2 separate regions of the Mus musculus genome follow, and region 1 is linked to region 2. Evidence: chromatin contacts called from public Hi-C data. All regions are on one chromosome and are shown on one strand. Each heading gives the region's core, a stretch centred on a gene start, on an enhancer-like site or on the middle of the called end of the contact. The rest is flanking DNA. Distances are from core to core; before and after follow the strand shown.

Region 1 (4,186 bases), core at 372-2,871, 380 kb after region 2:
CATGTAGGTCCCAGCTCGGCCTCGGATGAGTGGCTTTGTGCCTTGGGCTCTTCTTCCTAAGAAGGCAAGAGTAGTATCTGCCTCCTGGGATCGTCCTGTGGATTATAAGTGTGTGTGTGTGTGTGTGTTTATATATATAGAGAGAGGGAGAATATCCACAGCTCTTGTTGACATTGCTGTGGTAACCCTGAAGGGAGTGGGCAGGACTTCCAGGCTGTACATTCACTCCACAGATATTGGAGGAGAGCAGGAGGAGGACCTTACAGGAGACGCCTGCCCTGCCTTCCAACTCAAGGCTCCTCTACCTTTCTCGGAGATCTGCGATCCTGGCACCTTCTAGTTCAAAGCTCCAACATGCCCAAAACTCTTCTCTGGACTTGATGCTTATCACATAATCTCACTCTGGAAGTTGGGAGAGAGATACGGTCTTACCCTCATCCACACCACCAGTCCTGCATCAGAGCCTCATCCATGGGAGAGCTGCCCTGTGTAGATCAACACCCAGGACAAAGCCTTGTCCTGGCTGATTCCCCAGGGTGTGACTGAGGACTGATAGTGGCCATATTCCTTATGAGCTGGTTAGAATGAGAAAGTCAGGCTTGCCCAGATGTGCTGATTCAATAGCCCTATCTTAACAAAACCCCGGGGGATTCATAAGTATATTAAAATTAGTGAGGCTCAGGCCTAGAGCCTCAAGTTTGGTTCAGATATGAATCCAGCAGCCAGCTGAATAGAGCTCTTAATAGACTCCATCTGTGTTAGCTAGTTTCCCATTACTGTAACAAAATACCCAGTTTTATAAAGTTATAAGTTATAAGACTTTATAACCAACTTACAAAGACGAAAGGGGCTGGAGAGACGGCTCAGCAGTTGGGAGCAGCTGTTGTGCTTGCAATGGATCAGGTTCCATTCCCAGCACCCGCATGGTGGCTCACAACCATCTGTAACTCTAGTTCCAGGGGATCTGGTGCCCTCTTCTAAACTCCGTGGGCACCAGGCATGCACGTGTTGTACAGACATACATGCAGACAAAAACTCTGACAAACAAAATAAAGTAAATACATCTAAAACAAGGCAAAAATCTTTAGGAAGGGGGAGGGGGAGGGGGAGAGGAGGGAAGGTAGACAGAGGGGGACTAGCTAGGAATGATATAGTAGGCCTGTAATCCCAGTGTCTGGGAGGCTGAGGTGGGAAGGTCTCAAATTCAAGGCCAGCCTGGGCTTACTGCATAGCAAGAAGCTCTCTCAAGCTGGGCGTGGTGGCACAAGCCTTTAATCCTAGCACTCGGGCGGCAGAAGCAGGCAGATCTCTGAGTTCGAGGCCAGCCTGGTCTACAGCGTGAGTTCCAGGACAGCCAGGGCTACACAGAGAAACCCTGTCTCAAAAAACAAACAAACAAACTAACAAAATAAGAAGCTCTCTCAACAAAAACAAGTGGCGTTTGCTTCCGTTTATAGCTTCGGAGGCTTCCAGCCACGGTCAGTAGTCTCACTGCCAACTGTAACCGTGGAAGCTGCTTATCTCACAGCAACCAGGAAGCAACGAGATAGAAGGCAGAACCAGCCTCCCTAGGGCCTCTTGAAGGGCACAGTCCAACAATCTCACTTCCTCCTACTGGCCCTGCCCCTTAAAAATAAATCCCTCTATCTTCCAGTAGCATAATGTGCAAGGAACTGAGTCTTTACCTCAGAAGCTGTGGGGAGGAACTCCAGAGCCAGATGATGTCAGCCTTTGGGGTGGAGGAGTATAAAATCGGGAGGGACAAAGACTCAAGAGTGACGCTCTGAGCTGCACTCGTGCCTCAGTTGCTGGCAGACCTAGTAGGCAATAGCTTCATCGTGCTTGTTCCAGGCTTGCATTCGTTACTTGTCTGCGGCTCTGATAAAACACCATGACCAAGGTAAACTCGTGGGTGAAAAAGAAAAGTTGATTTGGGCTAACGATTCCAGAAGGATGCGGAGTTCATCGTGGCAGAAAGGTGGAAGCACTCAGCAGGCTTAGCAGCTGAGAGCTCGCATCCTGAACCACAAGCTTGAAGCAGGGAAGCCTGCCCCCAATGACATACTTCCTCCAGCGAAGTCCTACCTCCTAAACCTCCCCAAACTGCCAAGTGTTCAAATGCCAGCGCCTATGGGGGACATTCTCTGTCCATCCGCTCTAGGGTTCCTGACGTTTGCCACGCCCAGCGGCTGCCTGCCCGCTCCCAAGGAGGCGGGGGAGGGAGGGGTGAGCAGGGAGAACCGCTGGGTTTATTTTAAACCTATAATTGAAGGTTGCTCGTTAACAACAACAAACCAGTGCTCTCCAAGCCAAAGCTGCCAAAGTCAGTGTCCTAAATAAGGAACACAGCAGTCGCTTCTTTCAGGGGAAGGAAGCTGGAGCCAAATAGGGAAGTGACCTGCCTGGCTTTGACTGTGGGCTGTCCTGAGTCCTGCCTGCCTCTCACAGGAATTGACAACATGGTGAGGGCTGGACCCCAGGCTCTCAGATGAGTGGGGTGGGGAATGTATAGCTGCTCATTAGCCCCGCCTTCCCACAAAGACACCACACAACTCTCTCACATAAATGGTAGTCCTACTATGCATGAAAAAGTTAGGGGCGTCAGGGAAATGGGAAGGGGGATAAAACAAGCAATGAAAACTGAATGCAGCCCCGGATATTGCTTCCGTGGCTCTAATTGTACTACTGGCTAGGCAGAGAGAGGTAGCAGCTCTCTGTGAGTTCAGGACCAGCCTGGTCTACGTAGAGAATTCCAGAACAGTTAGTGCTGTATATAGAGACCCTGTCTCAAAAAAAAGCAAAACCAAACAAAGAAAGAAGCAGCGAAACCCAAAGGCAGTTATCTTACTTTCCATCCAGTTTGCTCACCCTGCAGAGTGCAAGTCTTAGGTTGCCAGTCCAGTGAGCTGAGGAGGAATAAAACCCTTTCCTGTCAGAGCAGGGGTGGAGGAAAGTGACAGGATCTGCCTTGTGAGGGTGAAACTGCCTATCGCACACACAGCCCAGCACGTGCACGGGGTCAGGTGTCTATGACTGGAGGATGTGTGCCCACCAAAAGGACAGTGACTGCATAAAACGAGGACACATGGCTCCGGTCAACTCTGGAGGCAGATGTGGTGTGGTGTGCCCTCCTACCCCAGGTGGCTGGTGAGGCCCCCATTCTCCTGATGCATCACAAGTGCCATTCGACAGATGTTTTTTTTTAAAGCTCTGCAGTGATGGCTCACACCTGCTATGTCAAGATGGAACATCAGAAGTGTGTCTTTGGAGCTGGTGAGATGGCTCAGTGGTTAAGAGCACTGACTGCTCTTCCGAAGGTCATGAGTTCAAATCCCAGCAACCACAGGGTGGCTCACAACCATCCATAATGAGAAACACATTTAAAAGACCAATGGGCCCAAGGGAGCAGGGGTGGGGGTGGGGGCAGAGAATGTTTAAAGAAAGAAAGAAAGAAAGAAAGAAAGAAATGTGTCTCTGCCTTCCACACCCTCATCCAGACATTGTAAGACAAGTCCCTCGGTTGCTTGTTGGAAATCCCATTTCAGACCTGCTGATCCAGGATTTCAGGCAGCCAGGTTAAACATTCCAGGTTCTGGAGCTTGGGAAGGTCTACCGGCCACAATTCCAGAAGCTGGACACTGTCCAGGATTTTGCCCTCTCTCCGCAGACATCTCTCTGTATCACTGGGAAGATGATCAAGGCTTCTCTACAAAATGCTATCATAGAGACAGACAGGAATGATTGGTTAAGAACACTAGCTGCTCTTTCAGAAGACCCGGGTTCAATTCCCAGCATCCACATGGTACCTCAACAACCAAATGTAAGTCTAGTCCAAGGGGGGGGGTGTCAGAGAACCTCATCTAGCATCCTTATCTGACCTCCAAAGGCACCAAGCATGCATTGACGCACAGATACACATGCAGGGAAATACTCATATGCTAACAGTAGTTTTCTGTGAGGAGCGGGTGTGGCAGCAGTCCCAAGTTGGCGCCCAGGACTGCAGCTAAGTCTTATGACTTGCACCTGACTTCCTCATACACCTGAAAATAAGCCACGACCATCGTGAGAGCTGCACAGGTGCACCATGATGCTGGCGGTTTAAACAAGTCCATATTTGGTGGAGACATGCCCCTGCTGCCCTGATTGGCTGAAGCTGCATGCCTGGTGAGGTGACATGGCCTGCCGT
Region 2 (4,289 bases), core at 945-3,444:
CGTGAAATGCAAACACATGCTTTCTATCCATGGGTATGGACTTAAATCAAAGGCATAAATCAAATTCCTGTAAAGTGGTTGTCTTTGAGGAGGAAAGAAAAGGAATGTGAGGATCAAATAAAAGAAGCAAAGCAAGATGTGCTTTGCCCAGACCTACGAGGACAGGGCCCACAAACTGGGAAGTAGACCTGATCCAATTCCTTACACATATCTGAGTTGGGGGTGGGAGGAAGCCCAAGTGAAATCAAGTCTAGAGTGAACTTCTAGAGACTTGGCTTCCTTCTGCCTGGGTTGTCGAAGCTTGCCTGAGGTCTGTCTCCTTCAGTTCTGTGACTCCCTGTATCCTCCCAGTAAATAACCATTCTACACTCCACCCTCTCCCCATGATGTGAGAGAATCAGCTTCTCCTTTTGGCCACTAACAACCCAGTGAGCCCCCCATGAACCTACTTTCAGGCCACACAGGACTCTATGTGGTGAGCTGCCTTTTGTGCAAAGAGATAAAATGACCATTGATCTCCCCAACCCAGGCTCCAGGGCCATGACTACTGTTTGACTTTGAAGTCCTGAGTTTCATAAGAAAGCAAGCTTTGGTTTCTGTCTTAGATTTTCTTTATGTAAGCTAAAAGAAACCCTTTCTTCCCCAAGTTGTTTTTGTTGATTGCTTTATCACAGCAACAGAAAAACAAAACAGGGTGCCATGCCCCAGGGGCCCTACTTGCCATAAGTTCCACAGATTCTCAAAAGAGGGCCACCACCTGGAGACTAACTTTTCAAACTCAGGAGCCTGTGGGGGACATTTCACCATTGTACCATCAGGAGGTCTTTAGGTCATAGAGGACATGACGACAACTGGCACCCCTTCTCACACTCCTCTGCTTCTGGGCTGGGAGGTGTCTGTACTCCAACTCTTGCTTCCACCTTGATGTGCTGTGTTGTCAGTGACAACCACCACTGTTCCAGGTTAGCTGCCAAATGACCCTTTATTTAACTCCCATTTCAAGAGATAGCTCTTTCAGGGCAACCTGATTTGGTGCCACTCTAATACGCAGCAGGTCTTGAACCCACTCTCAAGCAACCCCGAAAGCCTCTTAGCACAGGGATACTCTGAGATCAAATCTCCCTTCCCTGATACATTCTCTAATCCCACTTCTAATTTAAGAAGTTTCCTGATTTCCTTAATTCCTCTTGGTGCTTGCTGAGTTCTTTTTCCTAATCGCTCCTAATCAGTACACATGGTTTCTTCCCCACTGGCTACCCCCACAGACCTCCTACAATCCCCAATCCCCCAGTCCCCATCCCCTTCCTTAATAAGTTATCAGCTCTCCTGGGTGTCCAGCAGACTCATTTTCATTTCCTGGCCTCCCTGACGCCTAGGGACAAACACTAGCATAGAATATTTGGATAAGCAGAGCTAACATGCTGGTAGACTCTACAGTCACCTGAGTTGGAGGGGGCAGGGCAGAGAGAAGACTGGCTTTCTATAGGATCAACATACCTCCGTTTTGAGTTCCTAGTTGGCCTTGACATAAGGCCTACCACACAGCCACACTCCCTTTGCTGCGGACAGAAATCTCAGTCTCCACACACCTCCCAGGGGTTCAGGGAACAATCAACAAATTGTTATTAGTGAATGGTGTTCTTTTTATTATGTATTAGCCATTCCGGGAAAAACCAGTTATTCTATCACAGACAGCCTCTTACAAGAAAAAAGAAAAGGAAAAAGAAATAGGAGGGAGAACAGGGAAGGGCAGATAATGAGGAATTTCAATATCAGGGGGGAAAAAAGATTAAATTTGTACCCAGTTTACAATTTCATTTATCTTTCATGAAAATGAAATTCACGACATTCCAACTGATATGAAAAGCCTTGGAACAGCTCAGTCCATGAAAAAAAAAGAGATACTGGATACTGGCGACACTTCAGGAGGTAAACTCTCAAAGCATGCTTTCTGCATGGTCCAGATCTGACCCTGGAACGCTAGCTACCTCTGAGCATTCAGATGATGGTACTGGGAAAGCCCAGAGCAACTTGCTGGCTGAAGGGCAAAACAGATCTGTCTGGGAGTGGACCCTGTTGTTGTGAGTCAATTGTTCAGTGTTCCCTCTAAAAGAAATTCCACGATGTTCAGCTTCGTGTTTTCTGCAGCTAGATGCAGGCAGCTGTCTTGTTGACTAAGCATATCTTTAAAGAACCAGGCGAGTTAGGCTGGGTCTAAAAGAAAGGAAACACCCAAACGGGCTTGCTGCTTGCTTGTTCCTTCTGTTTTCTGTTCCCGTCGATTTTATTTTGTGGTATCTATCCAAGTATCTAGATAGACAGAGAGATAAGGGGTGCAAAATGCAAGGTGGTTCCAGGCAGATGTAGGTAGGAACAGTATCATATCACCCCACCATGGCCCACAAGACCACCACAGCTCTCCTTCGTTCCATAGGAACAGTTCTCCATGCTGTTTGTCTAGCAAAACTGCCTGTTCCCGTCATGTGCCTGGTGCCCCCTGAGAAACCCATCTAAGGACAGGAAAGGGAAGCAAGTCTTACTAAGCCCTATTTGTGGAATTCTCTGTGCTGCCTGATTTTTCTGGAGAGGCAGGAACAGATGTCTCCTCATCTCAGATAGGGCATCCAGGGCAGGTCCAAGAAACAACTCCACCCCAGTCTAACTTGGTGAGGGAAGGAACGTATTGTGATTACCTGGCAATGGCTTGTGATGGAAGGACAGATGACTCAAGGGAACTGCCTCACTACACAGCCCACCCAGCATGGATGAGGGCTGAGAACACCTCACTGCTGGACCCTGCACAACCTGCAGGGAGCGCCACTGAAGAAAATCTCCCCCACCCCCACCCCAGAAACTGTTTACTGCTTGTCTGACCTCGGGGAGAGGACAGGCCATGTGCATCTTCTAACACTGGGTTTGAGGAGGCTTGTAAGTTTTGTGGGCCTTTTAGCTTTAAGAGACTCTTTCCTCCCTTAGAAGGGAATGTTGAGATTTTGAGGAAACAACTACACAGGCATCCTACCTTCCCATCCACTTTCCCCATTAAATTAAATTTGTCCGTAAAGCAAGCTATCAGAAACTCAGTGTTATTTCTGTCAAGAAGTCTTAACTTGCCCTTCAATGTAGTTTTTTGCTCTGTAATGAACATCCTCCATACCCTGGCTTTGTCTCCTGTCTGTTTTCCTCGATGCCCACAGGAACCTGAAACTCTGAGTAGAGAGCCCAGTCTGTTTCTTTTATCTTTGAGAACTCCCTCACCACCAGCAGCCCTGTGAGGATGGGCATATCTTGAGTGTATGAGATAGGTCTAGACGAGTGCCACTGGACCTGGGTAACAGTAGAAAATGTGGCTTCCGAAAAGCAAATGAGCTAATAATCCACTGTCTAAGTCAGGGTTTCTATTCCTCCACAAAACATCATGACCAAGTTGGGGAGGAAAGGGTTTATTCAGCTTACAGTTCCACATTGCTGTTCATCACCAAAGGAAGTCAGGACTGGGACTCACACAGGGCAGGAATCTAGAGGCAGGAGCTGATGCAGAGGCCACGAAGGGCTGTTGTTTACTGGGTTGCTTTCCCTGCCTTATTCAGCTTGCTTTCTTATAGAACCCAAGACTACCAGCCTAGGGATGGCACCACCCACAATGGGCTGGACCCTGATCCCTTGAGCGATCACTAATTGAGAAAATGCCTTATAGCTGGATCTCATGGAGCATTCCCTCAAGGGAGGCTCCTTTCTCTGTGATAACTCCAGCTTGTGTCAAGTTAACACACAAAACCAGCCAGTACAGTTGACCCCTTGTCAACTTAACACACAAACACATCACTATTAAGCCTTAGCCCTTGCTTTCTTATTCATCCCCAAGATCTAAATAACTTTAAAAGTCCAACAGTCTTTACAAATTGTTACATATTAAAATTTTAACCCTTTTAAAATATCCAATCTCTTTTGAAATTCTAAGTCTCTTAACTGTAGACTCCGCTAAAATACTTCTACTTCAAGAGGGAAAAATATCAGGGCCCAATCACAATCAAAAGCAAGGTCAAACTCTTACCTTCCAATGTCTGGGACACACTCATGACCTTCTGGGCTCCTCCAAGAGCTTGGGTCACTTCTCCAGCTCTGCCCTGTGTAGCACACACCTTGTCTTCTAGGCTCCAGCTGCTGCTGCTGTTCTTGATGATCATCTCAGGGCACTGGCATCTCCAAAACACTGCTGTGTTCTGTTGCAACTAGACAGCACTTTCACAAATAACCTCCCATAGGCTCTTTTCATGGTGCTAAGCCTC

The links. Hi-C and Micro-C count contacts between places; a contact is called where the count stands out from the background.
Region 1: a Hi-C map of bone marrow-derived macrophages shows a contact between it and region 2, with 18 read pairs. The contact joins two enhancer-like sites. A contact is called at or near these places in 2 of 15 datasets of contacts at CTCF or cohesin (embryonic stem cells and large pre-B cells), 2 of 484 Hi-C or Micro-C datasets (bone marrow-derived macrophages and cerebellar granule neurons), 7 of 115 datasets of contacts at active chromatin or transcription factors (cardiomyocytes, embryonic stem cells, kidney and 2 more) and 1 of 9 other capture datasets (embryonic stem cells).

What each region holds. Positions count from the first base shown.
Region 1 is chr13:37,957,125-37,961,310 of GRCm38.p6, forward strand. No RefSeq gene overlaps it. Among named protein-coding and RNA genes, the nearest start is that of Gm52041, 7.1 kb to the right of the region's middle. Within about 2 kb of position 1,622, at least 83 of the 459 cell types and tissues checked have an H3K27ac peak or open chromatin away from gene starts, as enhancers often do. A contact at or near this core is called in bone marrow-derived macrophages and microglia, where this site is marked.
Region 2 is chr13:37,571,742-37,576,030 of GRCm38.p6, forward strand. No RefSeq gene overlaps it. Among named protein-coding and RNA genes, the nearest start is that of Gm47754, 7.2 kb to the right of the region's middle. Within about 2 kb of position 2,195, at least 10 of the 459 cell types and tissues checked have an H3K27ac peak or open chromatin away from gene starts, as enhancers often do. A contact at or near this core is called in bone marrow-derived macrophages and microglia, where this site is marked.